Regions from separate parts of the Sus scrofa genome. Here regions 1, 2 and 4 are each linked to region 3. The links are chromatin contacts, called in public Hi-C, HiChIP or PLAC-seq and promoter capture Hi-C maps. All regions are on one chromosome and are shown on one strand. Each heading gives the region's core, a stretch centred on a gene start, on an enhancer-like site or on the middle of the called end of the contact. The rest is flanking DNA. Distances are from core to core; before and after follow the strand shown. Region 1 overlaps LOC106506502 (a long non-coding RNA gene). Region 2 overlaps LOC106506502 (a long non-coding RNA gene). Region 3 holds the start of PLK2 (serine/threonine-protein kinase PLK2). Region 4 has its middle 230 kb from the start of PLK2.

Region 1 (2,700 bases), core at 144-2,643, 150 kb before region 3:
TTGTTTTTTAGAAAAGAGGCAAGGGTGTGTGTGTGCACACATGTGTGCATGTGTGTGCACATGCATGCACATGTTCACAAAAAAGTCTAAAAGGAATCTGGAAAATAAGGCTTTTCTGTACTTCAATCTAGTACCTTAGATTAACCAACATGAAACTAGACTGCCACCTACAACATGTAAACCCATGTCCATAATTGCTTACAAAGCCTATAGTGTTGTGCATATTAGTGAAATCTATATTTCCGGTGTTCAAGTCATCACCCTGCTTTGCTCCTAAAAATCCTAAGGCTGAGAGACTTGAAAACAAAAATTGCAAAACTTATGCTGTTGTCAATGTTCTTGACCTTCAAAGGCTTTGATGCCAGCGGTTTTCTAGACAAAGTTGCTGTCTAAGTGTTCTCATGGTCAAAGTTGCAACCAGCATAAATCACTCAGTCTCCTGTTCTTGAAAGAGCAGGCACATACACTGATTGCTTTTAAGATATGTTTTTTTTTCCAGCCATGGCAGATGTCTGGCAGAAAGCACTTAACTCTGACTGCCCTGTTACAGGGCTCAACAAATAAAACCCTCCCGGTACACAACAGCTCCTGAAACTTCCCATAGTTTTGAAAGAAGTGATTTTTGCGGCATGTCAAATAGTCTCTTCCAAACAATGTCCCTCTATTTCTTAATGGTATTTTCCCCAAATATTTGGAGAAGTAGTGTTGTAGGGGGATAGGCCATTAGGAATGCTGTTTGTTAGGGAGAGCTGCTGAATATATTGCTGTTACTTGTTACTTTTAGTTACTTTATTTCCTCTCATGGGAACTATTGTCATTTTCTCACACTTATATACTGTCTGCACAAAAGCATCTTTAGAAACTTCATTGTTGTTTTTTTAATTGCTCTGTAACAATTGAGCTAAATAAAAACAATATCCTTGCCAAACAAAGGCATTTCCAAAATCTGGTCCCTCTGGGTCCACTCCCACAGATGGCTGCCTGGACCTGAGCCCCTCCCCTCCAGTATAAAGAGAATATGTCTATCCCCTTTGCTGGTCGCCTTGTCCAAACACCAAAGGTTAATTACACTGCACTTTGATCTGGAGTGTAAAATCAAACACAACTAAAACCAAAACTCTCACACACAAAAACACCAAATTTCTGATGTGACTGATACTTTCATTGAGAGAACAAAATAAATGTAAAATATAGCTAAATCACAAACTTCAGGGAATAATAAAATTTTCTTGTAAATAATCCAGTTAAGGTAACAGCTGGTTTGCCCTGTGTTTAAAGTATCAGATTCCTTCAGAGGGACTTTCCCAAATTCAGATAGAACTCACACTGAACAGTGGTAATTCCTTCGGCATGTGGCATGTTCAGTGACCCAGGTTGCTGTGCAGGCTCCTTTCCAAGGGCAGCTCTCAGTTCTTCTCCTCCAGAGAGTGACAAAGTGCTTTCTTGCCTACTCATCGGCCCAGTGATTGCAAGCCCAGCATGAGTCAGCAATACCGGCTGTTAAAAAAAGAAACTGACATGATCCTGGGGTCTGAAGTATGAAGAGGTAGGAAGGGAAGAACAACATAATCCCCAGTGCACCCTGCCTGGTTCACACAGCCTGGATGACTCACCCAGTGCTGGGTCCCAACTAAGTCCCAGGTAGGGTTGCCAGATAAAACACGGAACACCCAGTTACATTTGAATTTCAGATGAACAACAAGCAGTAATCAGTGGGATGTTCAGACATCTACTTTTCTAATGGCCCTTCTCTGAAGACTCCCTGAATTCCTCACCTCTAGGTCCAAGGATCAATGATTATAGGAACAACCGGCATTTATAAAGAGCTTTCCGCATTTCCTTTTTTCACACTCATTAGCTTACTTTTTACTTATCTTTTCTACATGCCTGAAGCTTGATATTATGGCCCATTGATTGATAATACTAAAGGTTCACCTGAGTTAAGTCATTTACTAGTTACCCATTCTCATAAATATTGGGATTAGGATAGAAAGCTCTGATAGCAACTTCACTCCTTCCCCAATGCACTTTGTGTCTGTATTTTTAATAATAGAGTTTATGAAATTCTCCCAGATACTCCACTTATTTACCTTGGTTTACCTAGATTTTGAATCTTGTGAGGATAGAGACTGTTTCATATGGAATTTTACTATCCTCACGGTGCCCTAATGTTCAACAAAATGTCTATTGACTTTAATTGGATCACCAACACCTATGTTTTTTCAGGTTAGGAAAAGTTTTCTTCAGTACATTTTGTTCACCACATTTCTACGAGATAGATGACAATTGTAATTATATTCTACATATTTGCTAACGAGAACACAGTGAATTATTGCAGATAGTGGGGGTGGAGTCCAGAGCGCTTTTTCCCCAGTCCATCATCCTGTAATACTGTATGTGGTTTTATTAGCATTTCCTAGCAGGAGACCTCAGGGATCTCCTTCCTCTAGAGGTAATTAGTATGTGTTGATGAGAGAAGATATCTGTGATGGACCAAAGATTGTCTCAAAGGTGCTTTCAGAGCGTAAACAATAATCTAACCTCTCAGCCCTGGCTTGCTGAAACTGGTGATGTGTTTAGTTACTAGGTCTCTTAAAAGGCACATGAAAAAGATGCAACAAACATGACATAAATTTATCTTTAATGTCTTTTCTGTTACTGAATCTTGGTGTCCAACAGTTACACCCCAAATCTCCACTG
Region 2 (2,700 bases), core at 193-2,692, 170 kb before region 3:
CTCTAAACCTTCTGGCTTTCAGAATTTTTTATAAAACAGCATTATTCCAATGTAAGGTTTTCCTGAATTTCATTTAGAATCCAGTTCACAGAGACGTCAATTTTTAAGTACATCAGGTCAGCTCTGGACAAGGAAACCAGGTGCAATGGCTGCAGCTTCTATTTATCTTTCAGAATAAAAGACAAGCCCTTTGTTTGGTGGCAATCTTCTGCTTGGTCCAGAAGGAAAGAGACCCAAACCCTACAAGTTCTTCAGAGTAGCTGCCATTTCAGAGTATACTAGGCCACAAGCAACAGACTTCTCATCATTTCCTGAAACAGACTTGTTGCTGAGACTCTGGGATTCCACTGAATTCAGTTCAGTTACCCCATTGGGCAAATATCATCATGACTGTGCTTCAGACCCTTATACAGCTACTCTCTCAAGTCTGACAGAGAGACCCTCTGTGAAAGGGTATAGACCTTCTAGCCCTCTAGCCCAACTCCAGCAAATAGATTAAAGTCATTAATGGAAATTTGGGAGAAAAGGTAATATTCGGAGAATATTGCTCAAAAATTTTAAGTTTCTGCTCAAATATATGCCTTTGCTCAAAATCCTCTGTTAGTTTCCCATCACACTCAATACAGTACTTACTATGGCAGAACATGTCCCAAATCTGGGTTTTGGCCTTTGCTCTGGGTCCTTCTGTTTGAAGCATTTATAGGACACATACTTCACATACATTGCTTCCTCATTTTAATCATGTTTGCTTAAATGTCTCTTCTTTTTGTACAAAAAAATAATCTATAAAGACTCAAAAGCAAGTAAGCAAGCAAACAAAACTAAAAGCTGTCAAGTCTGGAAAAACTCTTTCAAGCCAGTTGACCTTGAACAGAGAAACAGAGATAAAAGTTTTCAGCTTTCCCAGGTAAGATGCTAGTTCTCTCTATAAAATATCCCCTAATCAAGTCTGTGTCACATCATGAAAACCAGCCCAAATGTCCTCACAACATTCCTGGTTAGTAAATGTTAGTTAAGAACAAGGAACACCTGAGTTGTGAAAACCAGAGCACTTTCAGCACACAAATCTAGCTGAAACAATTAAAAAACATTTTTTATTTGCTGATTTTAAAGTGATTTACTGCATATCAGCAGCTGAACCACCAGGAATACACACAATATTTGCAAATGTGGCTGCACATTCTCCTGCCTCCCTTGAGCTAAACCTAGGACTTCTCAGCGATGCTGTCACAACCACCAACTTGTAGGTGTGTATTTCCTCGAACTTCCTCATACTTGTCCCTGCTATGGTGACATAAATTCATCTTTGTCAGTCTCAGTTGAAATATGCAAACTTCTTGCTGATGTCATCTGGGAAATAGAGGACCTTGTAGCTAAGCACATACTGTGTGGCTTGGCAAACCTGTCAATCTTCAGATTTAGGACTTAGCCTTTGGCACATTAGGCTTCTCAGTTTCACAATTTAAAAAGGAACTGTTTCCAGGACAACAACCCTGTCTTCTAGTGACCACATGATAGTTTCTCCATTTCAGTAAGGAACTGACTTCACTTTGAATGGCTGAAAATTCACAAACAACAAAACACAGAAATCTACCACTCTTTTATTACTCTTCAGAGCTTCTTTTCCCCATTCCTGTTTTCAATATAATTTTTTGAAGTGGGTCCAGATAGAAAATACCTTGATTGTCTTTCCTTCAGGAAAACTGACATTCATGAGAAAATGTAGATTAACATGTGTAAGTCAAAACTTAATACATGTCCCTATCATAAAGGGTTACTTTCTAAAACTGGAGTTAATGTATTTTTTCTCTCTGTATTTTTGCCCTAATTTTCCTTTTATTATTTTCTACCTTAGTTCTACCTAAACTTTTTAATTTCTTAAAGGTTTTTGTTTGTTTTTTACTCTAGGGAACAGGGCTTTCCAAAATGTCACAGACATTGCTCTATTCCACGTAAAATTGTGTTAAAATTCAATGATGGTCAAAACCGAACACTCTTCATTTCAAGAGCAAACTTTACTGATGAAATGAAGATTGAAGAAACAGATTGAGCATATTAGAAGAATTTACCAACTAACAACCAAGAATTTGTACAACACTGAGGAGGGTACATGTATTTAAAAGAGGCATCAACTTGATCTTGATGCGTAAAATGTAAGTTAAAAGAAGTTAGAATATGCTCCCTTGGAAATTTTTTTTCAATCAAGGAATTCTTATTAGGTATCTATGATGGGCTTAGCAGTATGCTAATCACTGGAGGTAGAGAAATGAATTAAATTAGGATTCTACCTACCTTCTGAGAGCTTCTGAAGATAGACATTCAACATGTAGATGCCTAAGGACAAAAGTGATGAGATGGAAGCATAAATTGTGTTCAGAAGATCACAGACAGCAGTCAGTTCTTTGCCTGGGCAGACAAAAGCTAGAAAATGTGGCTAGGAGATGATATGGAAAAAGAAAGTCATTTTATGTTTAAGAAGTAAAAACTGAGTAATATGTGTAAATTGATTATAACCATGGAATTTTTATGCTTGTAGACAGAGTTCTAAAATTTACTTGACCATTTTTTCCTTGTAAAGTTGCCTTCACTTATAATGGTTTTTTGTTTGTTTGTTTTGTCTTGTCTTTTGATGGCCGCACCTGTGGCATATGGAGGCTCCCAGGCTAGGGGTCCAATTGGAGCAATAGCTGCCGGCCTATG
Region 3 (2,700 bases), core at 40-2,539:
TGATGGAGAATTCTGTGAAGCTCTATTTCTTTGTCGATCTAAAGAAAAAGCAATATCAGTCTCATTAGCCTCCCTCAGCCCAGTTGCTTACACATGCAGAAGACATCTTCCTAACAGGGAAGGGCTGTCCCTGCACACAAAGAAAATACTTTACTCAACAGTCATACACACCTTTTCCCTTTGATGAGGTTTAGCTACTCTGCTGTGAGGAATAATTTTTGCAGCGTAGACTTTGTTGTTTGTCAAATCTGTCATCTCGTAACATTTTGCAAAGCCACCCTGAAAGGAAACAAAGCAGAGATGGAACTGAGTATGGCAGGAACATGGACGGCAAATACATATTTTTAACATATAAATGAAAAAAAACCCCACAAAATTATGGGAGAGAAAGGGTGACAGAGGGATGCAGTCTACTTTATTATTTTTTTTTTTAAAGCTCCTTCAGTTAGGGAAAAGCATCCCTGAAAACAGTAAGTTAAAACTGCCTTTTTTCCCTTGACAAAGAGGTGCTTTCGGGCGGTGGGGAGGGTGGGGGGTGGGGGCTGGGGAGAGGAGAAAAAAGGTATGAGGAGACTTGTCAAGAAAATTCTCTGGGGGCCAGGTAGAGAGAAAATTCTCTAGGTCTGGTGCAGAAAGCCCTCGCTTCTGGCTTCAAGATCAACGTCTTTAGGCTGCGTGAGGCAGACAGAGCCATGGCCAAGGATGTGAAGCCGATCCCGGCGCTGCAGGCGCACAAAAGCCAGAGTTGGGCAGGTGAGCAGCCCACGTCGCGCCGGGATTGGATCCCCCAGTAACCGAGAAGCGACGGACACGGGGACTCAGGGTCCGGCCCTGCTCGAGGACGCCGGGGCAGACCTCCCTCCCGCCTGGCAGCCGGGCGCCCGCCGCAAGTCACCTTTCCCAGCACTTTGCCGCGGCAGTAGCGCTTCCCCGTCGTGGGATCGACGATAATCCGAGAGATCTCCGCCCCCGAGTGCGAGTGGTGGTGATGGTGGTGCGGAGCCACCGGCTGCACTTGAGCCTGGGGCTGCGGCTGCTGCGGCTCCTCGGGGGGCGGCTGCGGCCGCTTCTTCTTCGAGTCCCCGCCGCAAGCCTTGCCCAGAGCCTGCTCGCACATCTTGGTGCTGGCGGCCGGCTGGTAGGTGATAGTCCGCAAGAGCTCCATGGTCGCCTCGTCGCTCTGCCCTGCCTGCTGCTACCTCCGAGGCGCGGACACACGACCGAGCCGGCCTCTGCCCTCGAATCCCCGCCGCTTCCAACCTCCCGCGCCCGTCGCCCTGGTACACTTGTGAGAGTGCGAACGCCCGGTAAAGTCTTATATACTGGCCGAGAAGGGGGTGGAGAATCGAAACGGGATGCGACGTCACGGACAACGCCCCGCCCACCGGCCGCCACAGCGGGCTGGTCCGAGCCAGAGGTCGCGACGGATCGCTGGCTTCCAGTTCTCTGGTGACGTGCGAACGCGTTCGCTCAGGCACTGGCTCCGGCTGCTTGGAGAGCTTCCCGTGACGTGGTGGTGGTGGTGGTGGACGCAGGCGTGCGGCTGTCCCTGGGACCACCACCCCATTCTTGGAATGCTCTGGCTTCTGGGTTTGAAGTAGAAACCCCAGGGCCGACGCCGGGCCCTGCCTCCACCGCCCAGCGGCCAGAGCTCAGGTCATCGCAGATTCCCTCCCCTTCACAGCCCTTCCTGACAGCCCCACCACCTGGCGCCTCCGGTGTCAAGGTGTGAGTGTACCCGGGGTCCACTGCACAGGCACGTGAGGCCTCCCCTAGCCGTCTGGAGGGCTTGGGGCTACCGCTGCACCCGCGCTTTTACCCCGCCAGTCTCACCCAGAGTGGACCTTTGGCGGGGGCGCACCAGTGAAAAGCAGGGGTTGTCGGAGCAGAGTGTCCCGAGCTCCGCGCCGCTTCCGAATGTGGCAAACCATTGCCGAATCAGTCCCACTTAGGCCCGTATGGCCTCTGTCCATCACCCTGGAGCAGGTCTTTGTCGGAGGTCAGACCCTTAACCTTGGAGGAGGCCGGTGCCTTCGGAAGGTTTCGCCTTCAGGCTGTCAAAAGACTGAGAGGCAAAGGCGCCATCTCCTGGAATATTCTAGAAGCTCAGCTAGCGGTCCGAGTGGGCAGCGGTTAACGACTATATGGGCTTTCTTTGACAGTAAGTGGTAATAAAAGCGCTCCTAGTGCTAATTAATGGTTTTACAGTGGAAATCGTCTATCAATTGTTATTCAGAAGGGGTTATGCAGAATGCGTCGTTTAAATGGCGCATTGAGCCACGTGGCTGCTCCTGTGCTGGGAGTCAGTCCTAAGCCTTCCAAGAGGAGAGGTTTGGTAGCGGATTGGTAGCGTGAGGGAGAATAGCCCAGTGAGCCAAAACATGGTTTAGCATCCTATTCCAGATTTTACGATTCAGATTTGCTAAGGAAGAACACTATTTTCTTTCTTGCTCTAATAACAATAATGCCCTTACTGTGCACGTCCTCATGTTTTAGTATTTTTAAATCCCTCCTTCTTTAAATTCTTCATCAGTTCTAAGTAGGAAATGTTATTCCCATTTTATAGATGAGGAATCCGGGGTTTAGAAAATTTAAGTATTCTTTCTATATATGTATTTAGTAGATCATCCAATTTATGTTAATTAGCAATAGACTTTTTAATTTAAAATATGGTAAACAGTCTTTTGATACTAATTTCCA
Region 4 (2,700 bases), core at 103-2,602, 230 kb before region 3:
AACCTTGCTTCCGACCCCTTTTTTATACTGTTCCAGACAATGTTTGTTCTCAGACCATAAGCTCCTCCATGGTGGGGACTTTCATAATTTTTCTTAAATGCCCACAGCATGTAGCACAGACAAGCACATAGCAGGAGTCTAGTACAAGTTTGCAATTGTAGATTTGGCACCAACATGAGCTTGAAGCAGAATAGTGCCATAAGCAATGCAAATAGTCCCAGGTTTGGTTTTATTACATGAGTGATTATACAGCAAGTTGAAGAACCTATTTCAAAAGCTTTTATTTTGTGCCTTTAAGGGATGCCCAGTGGGTTAGGAAATTCTGGGGAATTCCCTTCAGTGTTTTGGAAAGATAACTATGGTAACCTCAGTCAACAAGTCATCTAGCTGATACAATGTAATCAGAAGAATTTACACAGTTAATGCCTTCAACCACAGCATTTACACAGTTTCAACATCTAACCAGTTGTTAATAAAATAATTCCAAATAATTCCACTCAAAGAGTGGTCTGTGGTTATATCCAGACCTTGGTGGGCTTGCTCCCTGCTGTCCGCAGCCAGCCCTTTGGGAAAATTGAAGTACTAGTCCGCAGAGCCTGTACCTGTACCTTACACTTGTTTAATAATGTTTAAGGATTAAAAGCCGTTTTTGAAAGCACACAGATGAATTTTATTAGCCATGCAGCAACATAAAATTTCTTAGCTCAGGACCTCTTCTAGTATAATATATCCCAAATCTGTGCCTCACCCAGAGAGGCACAGATGCACCCAAACATATTTTTCAGACATTCATGTACTTTGTGTTCACATGGTTGTAGAAGAGTAGACAACAGCTATCCCCAAATCTCTGAAAACTGCAGAGATGAGCTCATTGGTGAGGCTGTCGGTCACATACTACTGTTGGAGGTGAACTAGCCAAGCTCAGGTGTGGACACGCAGATAATGGGAGGGAAAGAGGGAAGGTGACATTGCTGAAAAGCAGGCTCTTGAGCGAAGATAAGGTTTGTAGAGAACCCCAGGCAATGGGGCAGGGTGGGGGGCATGTGGGAATATTTCCTGGCCCCATGTGCACATCCTGCTCTGTTTCTGAAGACAGTGTTTGGCACAGGGTAGGTGTGTGTGGGCTGGATGAAGCTGAGTTTTAGCTCACTGGCACAGAGTCCTCCTATAAAGTGGGCATATAACTGGGGCAAGAAATAAGCGGAATTATAAAGCTGGCAATGCTTTTTGAGTTCTTATTAAAATCAGGTCTACCCAGCGTACTTTTTTTTACTCTTCCTACTCGGCTCTCTGGGTCCGGATGTGGTTTCCTCAAGTGCCAGGATCTACCACTTTGGCCTCCAGGCTTCTATCCCCTGGAATCCTGCCAGAGTGAGATGTACCACATTCTTTCATATCCCATTCCCTCTGCTCCACGCTCTGGCTGGACTGCCAGTCTGACACCAGAGCTTCCCAACCCGTATGCCTGTGCACACCCTGAAGGGGAGGATGGTTGGAAGTGGTCATGGCCTCGGTTTCGGGGACAAGCAGGGTCTGGAGCATGGGGGCCATGTTCTCCAACACTCTCACCCCCCACAGCTTCTAAGAACAAGCAGCTTCCTCTATTGGCCCCAGAGAGTCATATAACTTGTCTTTTCTTTGAGTGTCCCGAGTGAGAAGATTCAGAGCCAGTGTTTGTTTTTTAAATTTTATTGCAATTGCATTGCTATACAGTTTCTAGGGTATCAGCCAATCACTTCCTTCATGCTATTTTCCCATCTAGGTTATTATAGAATATTGAGCCGAGTTCCCTGTGCTATACAATAGGTCGTTATTAGTTATCTATATATACTAATGTGCATATGTCAATCCCAAACTCCTAATTTGCCCCTCCCTCCATGTTTTCCCCTTGGCAACCATAAGTGAAATCTATTTTTTTTAAAAAAGATACAAATGAACTTATTTATAGAACAGAAACAGACTCACAAATCTCAGTCAAACAGAATTGCAGAGGTACTGTGAATTGCTGCCAATGTAATCAATGGAAGTAAATGCCTATCTGCAGCAGTTTTTAATCTTTGTTTTTTAATTTTATGGCCACACCCATGGCATATGGAAGTTCCCAGACCAGGGTTGAATCTGAGCTGCAGTTGTGACCTACACTGCACATGCAGCAACGCTGGATCCTGTAACCCACTGCACCAGGACAGTGATCAAACCCACACCTCTGCAGTGACCTAAGCCACTACAGTTAGATTCTTAATCCACTGCACATAACAGGAAATAGTTTTTAATCTTTGGCGTGCATCACATTCACTGCTGAGCTTTTTAAAAATGTGACGCTTATCTCCTACCCCCCGAAATTATAATTTACTCAGCATGGGGATTAGAGTCTGCGTCTTAATAAACAGTCTGTGCTAGCTTTCTGAATATTGTATTTATCAAGATAGATAAAGCATTTTTAGCAAATACTCCTCTAACTTGGCAGGTTTATTTCTTGCTCCTGGTCAACACACTTCTAACACAGATTGGCATGTGCATAGGGTGGAGGTATGGGAATCATATGGAGGAACCTGAGGCCCATGGAGGTGAACTTTCTCAAAATCAGAGAGTTGGAAGGATAGAGTTCTCACTCTATATACGACACTTCCCCCACTATTCCACACTGTATTCCTTCTTCGAACTTCAACAGATTTAAGGCAGAACTGTTGCCTGGACAGA

The links. Promoter capture Hi-C pulls out the DNA fragments that hold promoters and counts their contacts. Hi-C and Micro-C count contacts between places; a contact is called where the count stands out from the background. HiChIP or PLAC-seq counts read pairs in DNA pulled down with a chosen protein or histone mark.
Region 1: a contact with region 3 is called in a promoter capture Hi-C map of liver, with 4 times the contacts expected there. The contact joins the enhancer-like site here to the promoter of PLK2 in region 3. A contact is called at or near these places in 1 of 5 promoter capture datasets (liver), 12 of 47 Hi-C or Micro-C datasets (embryonic fibroblasts, fetal heart ventricle, fetal skeletal muscle and 7 more) and 2 of 2 datasets of contacts at active chromatin or transcription factors (alveolar macrophages and skeletal muscle).
Region 2: a contact with region 3 is called in an H3K27ac HiChIP or PLAC-seq map of alveolar macrophages. The contact joins the enhancer-like site here to the promoter of PLK2 in region 3. A contact is called at or near these places in 7 of 47 Hi-C or Micro-C datasets (heart right ventricle, liver, mesenteric adipose tissue and 3 more) and 2 of 2 datasets of contacts at active chromatin or transcription factors (alveolar macrophages and skeletal muscle).
Region 4: a Hi-C map of embryonic fibroblasts shows a contact between it and region 3, with 5 times the contacts expected there. The contact joins the enhancer-like site here to the promoter of PLK2 in region 3. A contact is called at or near these places in 2 of 5 promoter capture datasets (fetal skeletal muscle and liver), 1 of 47 Hi-C or Micro-C datasets (embryonic fibroblasts) and 2 of 2 datasets of contacts at active chromatin or transcription factors (alveolar macrophages and skeletal muscle).

The regions. Positions count from the first base shown.
Region 1 is chr16:37,153,953-37,156,652 of Sscrofa11.1, forward strand. It overlaps LOC106506502 (a long non-coding RNA gene), which reads right to left. Exons shown (of 4, transcript XR_002339610.1): 2 at 1,326-1,497. Among named protein-coding and RNA genes, the nearest start is that of PLK2, 150 kb to the right of the region's middle. Within about 2 kb of position 1,394, at least 22 of the 83 cell types and tissues checked have an H3K27ac peak or open chromatin away from gene starts, as enhancers often do. A contact at or near this core is called in alveolar macrophages, embryonic fibroblasts, liver and 1 more, where this site is marked.
Region 2 is chr16:37,131,034-37,133,733 of Sscrofa11.1, forward strand. All of the region lies in intron 3 of LOC106506502 (a long non-coding RNA gene), which reads right to left. Among named protein-coding and RNA genes, the nearest start is that of PLK2, 170 kb to the right of the region's middle. Within about 2 kb of position 1,443, at least 7 of the 83 cell types and tissues checked have an H3K27ac peak or open chromatin away from gene starts, as enhancers often do. A contact at or near this core is called in alveolar macrophages and retroperitoneal adipose tissue, where this site is marked.
Region 3 is chr16:37,303,825-37,306,524 of Sscrofa11.1, forward strand. It overlaps PLK2 (serine/threonine-protein kinase PLK2), which reads right to left and starts at 1,290. Exons shown (of 14, transcript XM_003133981.5): 1 at 896-1,290; 2 at 172-279; 3 at 1-38. The coding sequence starts at 1,165.
Region 4 is chr16:37,072,014-37,074,713 of Sscrofa11.1, forward strand. No RefSeq gene overlaps it. Among named protein-coding and RNA genes, the nearest start is that of PLK2, 230 kb to the right of the region's middle. Within about 2 kb of position 1,353, at least 6 of the 83 cell types and tissues checked have an H3K27ac peak or open chromatin away from gene starts, as enhancers often do. A contact at or near this core is called in alveolar macrophages and embryonic fibroblasts, where this site is marked.